Regions from separate parts of the Anser cygnoides genome. Here region 2 is linked to region 1. Evidence: chromatin contacts called from public Hi-C data. All regions are on one chromosome and are shown on one strand. The core of a region is the stretch at or near the end of the contact, and the rest is flanking DNA. Distances in the headings are between cores, read along the strand shown. Region 1 holds the start of USP24 (ubiquitin specific peptidase 24). Region 2 holds the start of C8A (complement C8 alpha chain).

Region 1 (2,771 bases), core at 79-2,578:
TATCCCTTCTGGCTCAGTATCCCCAGGATACTGTTTGAGGTGCATGAGTCTGTTGTTATTCACGTGCTTAGGCATCTGCTGCGGGCCACTGAAACACACCGTGCAAGGTGGCCCTTTGGTACCGCACAGTGGGGCTGCTCCGTTCTTCTGCTCTCACACCCCCATGGGCTCCTGAGTGCTGACTTAGCTCTTTTCGTAGGCACCTTGGAAATTTTGGAGAAGAACAGAGCTGGAGGCGGAGAAGGCTTTACAGGTAAGTGCTGCAAGCGCGTTCCAGGCAGCACAGCAAGAGCCATCAGCGAATTTGCTGGCCAAGGAGCTCCGAGTTCTGGAAAAGCGTGGAAGAGGAGGGAAAAAAGCAGAACAGGGAGGAAGGGGAAGAAGCGTGCGAGGCTGACATTTGCCAGCCCTCCTGCTTCAGGCGTCTTTTTAAAACGCAGCTATAATTAACGAGTTAAAGCCTTTGTTTTAAAAACACTTGAACTGGTTGTATTTCCACGGGCGAACTCGTGGCCTACCCAAACAAAACCCAGGATTCGCACCTTCCTTCGCGTCGAGCAAACGGCGTTTAAAAAAAAATACGCTCTGCGGTCAACTACGGGGTTATGCAAGAAGGCACGGGGCTGGGGGGGGGGGGGGGGGATCGTGGGGCAGCGATGCATTCCGTGAATGCCAAGAAAAATAACGATACCAGGTGCTCTTCACCTTGCAAAAACACCCAGAGAGAGACAGAGGGACACGGGCAGAGGGACACGGGCAGAGGCCGGGGCACCACGAGGGGCTGCCGGGGGGCTCCCCGCACCCCCCTCCCCCCCCAAACCCTTCACCCTCCGCCGGGAGAGCTCGGGGGCAGCCCGGAGCCGCCGTCCCGGGGCTCACCTCGGTGTCCACCACTTCGTGGTATGCGGGCGGCGGGTCGAAGCCCCCGCTGCCGCCGCCCCCACCGCCACCGCCGGTGCCGCCGCCGCCTCCTCCGTCCCCGTCGCGGGGTCCCGGCCCTCCCGCGGGGGAGCCGTGGCCGCCGGCCGGGCCGTGCCCGCTCTCCATGGGCTCGTAGCCGCCGTAGTGGAGGCCGGGCCGCTCGTTGGTGAGCAGCGCCACCGCCTCGTTGATGTCGTTCTTGGCCAGGCGCAGCGCCTTGCGGATGGCGGAGGCGTCCGAGAAGCCCATGCAGAGCAGCGTGGTCATGTGCTGCTCCTCCTCGCTCTCCATGGCCGCGGTCCGGGGGCCGAGGCGGGCGCCGGGGCTCCGGGCGCTGCCGGGCTCCGGCCTCAGGCGCTGCCCGCCCCGCGCGCCGCCATCTTGACGGCAGCGCCTCGCCCCCCTCCCCGCCCCGCCCCTCCCCTCTCGGCCCGGAAGGGGGGGGGGGGGAAAGCGGGGGGGGGGGGGGGGAGAGCGCGGCGCTGCCCGCGTCACGTGACGGGGGAGGCTCGGCTCGGGGGATGAATGGAGCGTGCGGGGCGTCGTCATGGCGACGGGAGCGGCCGCGCCGGTCACGTGGCGGGAGCGGCGTTGCCATGGGGACGGCAGCGCCGGGGATGGGGTCGGGGCTGGTCGCGGCTTGGTCGCGGCCTGGTCGCAGGGGGGGGGCTCGGCCCTGTGCCCGCTGCCCCGCGGGTGGCTCCTCCGGCAGGGAACAAACCCCGTAAATAAGTGCAAATAATAATAATAATGAAATTGCTGCTGCCCCAAAGCAGAAATGAATTGAATTTGCATATGATTCTTAAACGTACTTGGCCAAACTCTGGCACCGCATGGAAGAGAGTAGATCTGAATCTCTTAGGCTATCTAGGCAGCATTCACCGCTCCATTTTAACAAACGCTTTAATGGCCACAGAAAAGGAGGAAGCCGATAAAAGATTTGTGAAGATCGGTGCTGGTATCTTGTGTTAGCAGGGGCTGGCATCACTGAGAGCACCAGGGTTAGGAAACTACAAATAATTGCCTGAAATCTGAGACACAGATTTACATTCAGCGTAAGGGAAGCTTTCTAGGGAACACCAACAATATTTGAACTTTCAGAGCTCAGTGTCCGTCGCTGCTCCTGATGGTGTCTGTAGAAAGAAACAGGCTGACAGATCTGCCTGTTTGACTGGTAAGGTTTTTGATTAATTTTTAGATAGTAGTATGCCAACAGTGCTCCCATGTTCTTTGTATGCTGACCCAAAAGGTAATCACGACTCTTTCATCTTGCTTATTCATATCCTGATTTTTATTTATTTATTTTCTGTAGGCGACATTCAGTGGAACGTAGGTAACGCGCCCGACTCAACTTCAGCGTCTGGACTGAAGGAGGGTTCTTCAGTCACGCTGATCTCCAGCTATAAAAGGAACTGTTATGGCTCAGTCTCGCCAGGCTCAAGAAAAAAACTCTATCACTTTGAGTGCATTCAGTTAATATGCTGAATATTGACTCACTGCTTACTCATGTGCTCAACGTTTAAATTACACTTTCTCATTTCTGAAACATAAGTAATGATTTAATCCTCATAGGCTGATGAAGTCAGTTGGCATCATTTTCCTTTACTAGTGGAAGACAAGACTGGAGGAAAAAGTACTATCTTTTATTAGATGTCATTATTGATTTCAGATTTATTTCAAGGAAGGGGTGCTGTAAATTTGCACTGAGCTAATTAATGAAAACATACCAAAAGTAATGGAGGAACTGCTTGTAATCCCAGACGACTGAGCACAGAAGAGAATGCTTTACAGTTAAGTTACCAATGCTTTGCTGTCCTGAAAGAAGTTTGAAGGGAATTTGAATTTACCCA
Region 2 (2,771 bases), core at 140-2,639, 500 kb after region 1:
TGAAGTACATTAGTAGGTTAAGGGACTGCATTAACGTACTCCTGAAGGTCACAAAAAGGCAGTTTTCATTTCATCTCACTACAGAGTTTACCCATGTGATACATTTCTTCCTGTTTAGTGCAGACAAGCTCCAGGGTCATTCTAAACTTTAATTACATTAAAATAACACAGTAAGAGGTCCTTTTATTTTGATAATTTACAATACCGGCTATTGAAACGAGCTTCACATTAATTTGGGAAATACACACAAAGTGACACTTCTATCCCAGTCTTTTGTGGGCAGAGAACAATTCACTGTCCGCTTAATAGCTGTAATAGCCCAAGACCAGATTTTCCTACAATAATTACACTTTCTCTCAAATTTATTGAGGTTCAAGTTTCCAGTTGTCTGCTGGGAACGCTTCATTTATGCATGAAGTATCTCAGCCCTCTTCGGCAGAAGAAAAGCAGGGAGACATGGAGGCTTGTTCAAATACAAAAGTCTCCATAGATATCTTTTTTTTTCTATTTTTAACTAACTAATAATAATGTTACAGAGTCCTTGTGCACTTTTGTTCCTGCCCAGAAGCCCTCAGGGGGGATTTTGAAGGCTATGTGCAACCCTATGTGCAAGTGGTTTTCCAATGCCTGTTTTTTCCCTTTTTTTCAACACGTGAAAAATAATATCCTAAATATCCTTATCGTGTGGCTATTCTCTTAATAATATACAACCCATGGTGTTTTGCTTTGTATGGTGTTATTTTCTCATACCTGTGCACTTGCACATGCACTACTTCTGCATTGAGGTCCCAGCCTGCTAAAAGCGTTAAAGCCACCACCCATGGACAGGTTCACACAGCAGCTGGGATAGGGCACAATTTCAGAGTGAAGGGGCATCTTCCTCATCCCAAACCAGTTTTAAAAATGAGGGTTTAGATCCCCAAGTTGCAGTGACTGCGTAGGACCATCCCAAAGCCCTTCTGAACCAGGTGATAATTCCCAGTGGCTTTGGACATGGGACACTACCTTATGGGAATGGCAAAGGGAAAAAGCTGAACTGACATCTCCATGTTGTATCTGGGTGGTGTGTGTCCCTCATAACAGAATTTTGTAAGAATCTTCAGTTCGCTGTGCTGGGAAGTGACCAGGTGCACCAAAATTACAGGTGTTGTGGGAAATAAAATGATTTTCTTCCTTCAAACGAACTGGAGGGTACAGGGTGGGCAAGAAACACAACTGCCTCGATCGGGCCTGACTGACTTCCATGTGGAAACAGTCTAATATACTCCCTTGCCAGAAAACTGGGAATTTGTCTCCAAAAGGGCAAAGGCCTCCGGGACGTGTCCTGATTCTTTGTGATCTGATGGGTGCCATCGTCAATGATTTACCGCAGCATGCTGGGCCGGGGGGCTCCGCGCTTCTCCCAGCAACACTGGCCCCACGGCCTGCCGAAGCCTCAAGCTTTTGCTTGCAGCTAATTAATAGCAAACATTCACATATGGAAAAACAATGTGGTGGAGCCAGCGTCAGGTTTCTCCTTTGATTCTCGCTGTATGCTCACTGTCTCTAACAGCAAGTCAGGGCACGGCTGCGGCACACGGGGAGCCGGTGGCGGCGCCTTCCCAGAGGTAAGTCTGCTTCCACCCAGCTCTACGTACAGAAACTGCGGGCCAGTCAGTCAGCCCATCAATTTCGTCTTGACTTGAGGCATGTGCACACTGTGCTCTCTGTAAACAGCTTCCAGAAAAAAAAATATGTTGGCCGTTATCCAAGCCCAAGCGAGGAATCATAATTCCTTCTTATATGAACTGTTTGCACAATGGGTTTTCTTTCACAGATGACTATTAAGCCTGCTTAAACGTCTTTACCAAAATCACCATATTATTTTGGGGCATTTGGAGTGAATTCCTTATACAGGAAGACTTACAAAGAAATATTTTTCATATTCATTCTCATAATAATTATTTTGCATTTGACACTTAACAAGTGCATGTACACAACCCAATTTTCAATCCAAGCCAGAAGCATGTACCTCTATTCTTTTTTCTCTAAACAATATTATTAACCTATACAAGTGTCATTCAAGCTTTGAAGGAAGGGGATATACAAGTTATTTTTTTCTAAACCTACAGTGTCATGATAGGAGAAGGGTTGTTTTTTTGTTTGTTTGTTTTTCCTACAGTTATTAATTTCAGGCTTGTTGTAAAAGCAAATGTGATTTAGAAGGATCAAGAAAAGGTATCACTGATAATTGGAACGTGAAGACAAGGAGAAGGCAGAAGGGAAAAAAAATCATGGTAGTGATACACTTAATTATGAAGGCTTATTCTGATAATCCCTTTTGAAAATGAACAAAGACGAGATTTTTGATGTTTGATGAACTTATCAAACAAGGCAGAATAATGAAGAGGTAAACATGAAATCCAGTCGAAGGTGAGCCAATTAAGTGCTTGGTGAAGTGCTGAAGGACACGGCCCACAAAACCTCCTGTCAGAGCCAGGAGGGATCGGTACGGGTGCCTCCTCCAACGCCGTGCGTGTCTGCAGGATCCCGCTGTTCTCCCGGCGGGTGATGAGTGCCCACGGGCTCCCTGCCCGAGCCGCTGTGCCTCTCGTCTGGTGGTCTTGCTGATGAATGCCCAGTGTGCTCCCTACCTCCGCTAATTATCGGGATTTCTCTTTGGGCTGCAGTCTTGTAAGTAAAACAGACTGCTCATTAGTTAATTGCCAAAATAATGATAATAATGTTTTGGCTTGGAATAACCCCTTAAAATGCTTTGAAGGCTGTGGCAA

Evidence for each region. A called contact is a pair of places that touch in the nucleus more often than the background predicts.
Region 2: a contact with region 1 is called in a Hi-C map of liver, with 8 times the contacts expected there. The contact joins the promoter of C8A here to the promoter of USP24 in region 1. A contact is called at or near these places in 2 of 7 Hi-C or Micro-C datasets (granulosa cells and liver).

Annotation. Positions count from the first base shown.
Region 1 is chr8:28,520,975-28,523,745 of Taihu_goose_T2T_genome, forward strand. It overlaps USP24 (ubiquitin specific peptidase 24), which reads right to left and starts at 1,329. Exons shown (of 67, transcript XM_048062107.2): 1 at 880-1,329. The coding sequence starts at 1,212. It overlaps LOC106032991 (a long non-coding RNA gene), which reads left to right and starts at 1,451. Exons shown (of 8, transcript XR_010833413.1): 1 at 1,451-2,095; 2 at 2,234-2,771.
Region 2 is chr8:29,023,032-29,025,802 of Taihu_goose_T2T_genome, forward strand. It overlaps C8A (complement C8 alpha chain), which reads left to right and starts at 1,390. Exons shown (of 12, transcript XM_048062076.2): 1 at 1,390-1,607. The coding sequence starts at 1,489.